Regions from separate parts of the Rattus norvegicus genome. Here region 1 is linked to region 2. A link is a contact called in public Hi-C data. All regions are on one chromosome and are shown on one strand. The core of a region is the stretch at or near the end of the contact, and the rest is flanking DNA. Distances in the headings are between cores, read along the strand shown. Region 1 holds the start of Plxnd1 (plexin D1). Region 2 holds the start of Mbd4 (methyl-CpG binding domain 4 DNA glycosylase).

What was found. A called contact is a pair of places that touch in the nucleus more often than the background predicts.
Region 1: a Hi-C map of Schwann cells shows a contact between it and region 2, with 4 times the contacts expected there. The contact joins the promoter of Plxnd1 here to the promoter of Mbd4 in region 2. A contact is called at or near these places in 6 of 12 Hi-C or Micro-C datasets (the Rat2 cell line, Schwann cells, hepatocytes and 3 more).

What each region holds. Positions count from the first base shown.
Region 1 is chr4:150,713,802-150,716,501 of GRCr8, reverse strand. Plxnd1 (plexin D1) reads left to right here and starts at 1,315. Exons shown (of 36, transcript NM_001395052.2): 1 at 1,315-2,664. The coding sequence starts at 1,348.
Region 2 is chr4:150,576,110-150,578,809 of GRCr8, reverse strand. Mbd4 (methyl-CpG binding domain 4 DNA glycosylase) reads left to right here and starts at 1,384. Exons shown (of 8, transcript NM_001427248.1): 1 at 1,384-1,626. The coding sequence starts at 1,541. It overlaps Ift122 (intraflagellar transport 122), which reads right to left and starts at 1,168. Exons shown (of 29, transcript NM_001309521.1): 1 at 1,044-1,168. The coding sequence starts at 1,084.

The DNA.
Region 1 (2,700 bases), core at 66-2,565, 140 kb before region 2:
TCAGGCCTCAAGTTGACAGCTGTAGCTGGTAGGGGCCCCTGACTGAGAACTGGGACTGTGGCTTCAAACACTGGATCTGTGTCTCACCTTCCCCATTAGCTTTACTTCTAGGGCCTCAGTTTCCATGTATGTAAAATGGGTTGAATATTTCTAAGGAAGCTGGCTTTTGGTGTGATCCCATGTGGGCACCCCCATGTTGTGGAGATGACCGCATGCATGGGTGTCTGTGACCTTAGGAAGAGGACTACTTGCCTTTATCCCAGTGCCTACCAGTTCCTTTGAAGTTGACATCAAAGGAGTCTGGTGCCCACTGCCAGCTCATATGTGGAAGGACTTTAGGTTTTCTCAGAACCTTGGACTAAGGGGCAAGGTCCTGGAGGGCCACAGGGTTTGCCTCTTTCCAGAAACCAAGGCCCTGTGGTGTCCTTGCTCAGCCCAGCCCGCCCTTCCAAGAGGGATATACTTTCTCTCAACAATTTTCTACTTGTCTTAGCTTGTCCTGGATGCCTGCTGCTTGTGAACTCCCTTTACAGGGCAGTTTTGGGAACAGACCATGGGGTCCCAGGGGCCTGATGTCCCAGGTCTGGCTGGCCTTTAAAAGGAGGCTTGGAGAACATGTGGAGGGGAGGAGGAGCAGAGGGGGAGGAGGGCGGGGGTGGGGGGTGGGTGCTGTGGCCAGAAGGGGTAGGTGGGCTGAGGGGAAATGGAGGTCTTTAGGGGCAAGGAGAGGAAAAGATAGAGAGGGAGAGCTGCGGGAACAGAAAGGAAAAAAAGAGAGAGAAACACAGATGAGGGAGAGGGTGTGACGCGGGAGAGGCACGGGGCGGAGTTGACTGGATCAGAGTAGAGGAGTCGGAGAGATTGAGAGAGCGAAACTCTGAGCTGCGGTGGAAGGCAAACCGGAGCCCAGAAACAGAAGAGGAAAAGGACTAGAACGAGGAGAAAGAGGAAGGATAACAAACAAGCGTGAGGAAGACATTCCATGTGGTGGCCAGGAACCAGGGAAGTGGCAGGCAACTTGGGACTGCCGGAGTAACGGCCAGCAGCGACCCCGGACCGCGGGGCGTGGCCCGGGGCGTGGCCCGGGGGCGTGGCCCAGGGCTAAAGGGCGTGGACCAAGCGGCTGGGACAGGGATGGACTGTGGGCGTGGCCTCCACGGAGCCGCCCCCGGGCTGAGCGCCGCGCCAGAGTCGGGCCGGGGCGCCGGGGCCGGGGGCGGCAGGCGCGGGCAGGAAGCGCCTCGCGGCCCGGGCCCGCCCCCCGCCTCTCGCCGCCTCCGAGCTCCCGGCTCCCGGCCGCGCCGCGCCCCATGCACTCGCCGCGCCGCGCAGCCCGCGCTCGCCTGGATGGCTCCTCGCGCCGCGGGCGGCGCACCCCCTAGCGCCCGGGCCGCTGCGGCGGTCCCCTTGCCTCCGCGCTCTCACTCGCGGTGCCCCGGTCTGCTGCCGCTGCCTCTGCTGCTGCTGCTTGGGGCGGCACGGGCGGGCGCCCTAGAGATACAGCGCCGCTTCCCCTCGCCCACGCCCACCAACAACTTCGCCCTGGACGGCACGGCGGGCACCGTATACCTGGCGGCGGTGAACCGCCTGTACCAGCTGTCCGGTGCCAACTTGAGCCTGGAGGCCGAGGCGACCGTGGGTCCGGTGCCGGACAGCCCGCTGTGTCACGCCCCGCAGCTCCCGCAGGCCTCGTGCGAGCACCCGCGGCGCCTCACGGACAACTACAACAAAATCTTGCAGTTGGACCCGGGCCAGGGTCTGGTGGTCGCGTGCGGCTCCATCTACCAGGGTCTGTGCCAACTGAGGCGCCGGGGCAACATCTCAGCCCTGGCTGTGAGCTTTCCGCCTGCCGCGCCGACCGCAGAACCGGTCACCGTGTTCCCCAGCATGCTCAACGTGGCCGCCAACCACCCCAACGCGTCCACCGTGGGACTAGTGCTGCCGCCGGCCTCCGGCACCGGGGGCAGCCGTCTGCTCGTGGGCGCCACGTACACCGGCTACGGAAGCGCTTTCTTCCCGCGCAACCGTAGCCTAGAAGACCACCGCTTCGAGAACACGCCCGAGATCTCTATCCGCTCCCTGGACGCGCGTGGAGACTTGGCTAAGCTCTTCACCTTCGACCTCAACCCGTCGGACGACAACATACTGAAGATCAAACAGGGAGCCAAGGAGCAGCACAAGCTGGGCTTCGTGCGTGCCTTCTTGCACCCGGCGGTGCCACCGCACAGCGCGCATCCCTACGCGTACCTGGCGCTCAACAGCGAGGCGCGTGCGGGCGATAAAGACAGCCAGGCGCGCAGCCTGCTGGCGCGCATCTGCCTGCCCCGCGGCGCGGGTGGCGACGCCAAGAAGCTCACCGAGTCCTACATCCAACTGGGCTTGCAGTGCGCGGGCGGCGCGGGCCGGGGTGACCTCTACAGCCGCCTCGTGTCGGTCTTCCCCGCGCGCGAGCAGTTCTTCGCTGTCTTCGAGCGGCCCCAGGGCACCCCAGGTGCCCGCAACGCCCCGGCCGCGCTCTGCGCCTTCCGCTTCGCCGACGTGCAGGCCGCCATTCGTGCAGCGCGCACCGCCTGCTTTGTGGAGCCGGCGCCGGACGTGGTGGCGGTGCTGGACAGCGTGGTTCAGGGCACCGGACCGGCCTGCGAGAGCAAACGCAACATACAGGTAAGCCATGGACCCGAAGAGTGAGTTGGGATACAG
Region 2 (2,700 bases), core at 135-2,634:
TGTCAGTATAAAATGTGCATGAATATACATGTGTGTGTACATATGTTCTGCAGAGGTCAGAGGGCATCAGGTGTCTACCTCTCCTCTCTGACTTGTTCCTCTGAGGCAGGGTCCTCCTCCTTACCTTGGACCCCCTCTTTCTGGCTAAGTTGGTGGCTAACAAACCCTATCAGTCATCCTGTCTGAACTCCCCTCTGTACCACTGTTACAGGTTTATGTAGGACCACACCTGGCTTTTATGTAGGTACTGGAATCAGAACTCTAGTCCTTATGCTTGCTTGAAGGGCTCACTCTTAATACTCAGTATTTTAATTAAGTATTAAATTAAGCTCACTCTTAAGTACTAATTATGAAAATATTCTTCAAACTTTCCGATCAGGAGAATGTCTTGATTTGATGTGCGTCTTACATGTTTCTCTGACCTTACATGGAAATGTCCGGCTTCAGACACAGTAGATCTCAGCTCAGGTGGAAACGCTCTCTTTTAACAGCACCTATATGCAAGTTACTCGCACTGTTTGTTCCTGCTTGAAAGTTTTTAACCCCAGCACTGGGGAGGCATAAGTAGATGTACCTCTGTAAATTCAATGCCAGCTTGGTCAAGATAGTGAATTCCAGACCAGCCAGAGCTTTAAGTGAGACTCTATCTCAAAATAAAAAAATAAATAATAAATAAATAATAAATAATAAATAAATAAACAAAAACAGAAGAAACTTAAAAATATCAGATAAACAAAAATATGGGCACTTTGACGATGTAGCAAAGGTCAGGAAGCTGAGAAAACACTGAGGTGGGTGAGAGAAGTCCAAGAGGGATTTTGAGAAGAGAGAAGTAAGACTGGATGATGATGACGTATAAACTGCTTCAGCGGACCGCCACCCTCAGGTGATCTCTAACCCCCTCGGGAATCTCGGTTTCTCTTTCCTTTGGGGAGTTGAAGGCACCGAATCAGAGTCTTTGGCCCAGGCCGCAGGCCCGTTGCCATGGCAACGCGCCGGTTCCCGCCGCCTCCCCAACCATCCCCGAGCTTCCCGCTCCTCACCACTGCTCCGCTTTGTCTCTCCACGTCAACACGGCCCTCATCGCCGTTTCCCACACGCCTCGGGCCCCTCCTCCCAGCCTCGGCAGCAACAGGCTTCTCTCCACAAACCACTTCGGCTACCTTTGCTACCCTTAGCAACGCACATGCGCAATGGGTCGCGCGTGAGCTCGCAAGCTCCAAGTGCGCATGTCCAAAAGGGAGCCTAGCTCCTCCTCTGAAGCGCCGAGCGCGCAGGGACGCAGGAGGCGGAAGCGTAAGTATGACAGGAGAGATTGGTCAGGCAAGATGGGTGGGGCAGGGAGCTTTGACGACGGAGGATTTGATTGGCGGGACCCTGGCTGTGGCGTCTGTAACTGAAGCGGTGGCGGGAAGGTTGCTGTGTGGATTGGCTGATTTTCACGTCAGTGTTTGGATTCGGCCCAGTGTTTTGAGTTGTGTTTTACTCCACCTCCCGGCCTGGAGCTGCAGCTGCGCCCCCGCGGACCAAAGCAGCCGGGATGGAGAGCCCAAGCCTTGGGGACAACAATGTCCCCTCCGTCACTGCTGGAAAGAGCCTAGTTTCAGACCCTCCCTGGGACCGCTGGCAAGTTTTTAAACCTCTCTCGGGCCTTAGAGGAGTCTCTCTTGTGTGGGTCTTCCTAACCTTCAACACAAGGTGACGGACACCTAGAGCTGTCGCCCTGTGGGAACAAACTAGGATATACCCGATTCCTTGTCCTGACTGACTGGAGAAGACAAGGGAGGTTTTGTGATGCAAGCAAGTTAGCCTGGGCCGGAAGGGCCCCTCAGAAATAGCCCTATGAAAAGTCACATAGGAAGTTACTGTTGTGTCCGGGCTAAAATGATGCACTTATTTGCATGTCCCAAAACTTGGCCGCTCAAACGATTTTAAGATCTGGGCATTTAATTAAGTTGGTAATGTTTACACAGTAAACACAAAGCGGTGGGTTTGAGCGTCAGCACCGAATACCCGGGCTTGGGATCGTATATCTGTGGAGGGAGGAGGATCAGAAGTTGAAGATGAGCCTCTGGGCTCAAAGCTAACCTGGGGTGCATAATATCCTGTCTCAAAAGCAAACAAAACTTTTTTTAAAATGTTACTTCCTCTTTAAGGGTGGAGAAAAGAGATTTTGCGGCCAAAGTGACTTTCTCTTTGGAAGCTCAGCTAATTATAAATAGAGCTGGGATTTTGACCCATTTTGTAAACCTAACATTTGTTGTGATTCCCTCAGGTTTCAGTTACTTGGTCTCCTTATAAGATTCTTCTAGCTGATATTTAATTCCAAATTCCATCAGAAGAACGCCATGGTTCTAATTGTGGTTAGTCTCTAGGCCTTGCTTAGTTTCCCTATTTCCCTATTTGTAGAAAGTAGATTGGGTTAGAAGGTCTCTCTAGAGACTCACTTTTATTTATGTATGTGTTTGTGTATGAACATGGGTGTTGGTGGAGACCAGAGGAGGTGTCAGATTCACTGGAGCTGGAGTTGCAGGCTGTTATAAGCTGCCCTGATGTGGGTGCTGGGGTCCTCTGGAATAAGTGCTCTTAACCACTGAACTATCTCTCCCACCCTTCACTCACCTTTTAAAATGTATAGTTTAGTGATTAAAATACACTGTACTCAAAGCTGGAGAGGTCGTTCAATCATTTAAAGCACTT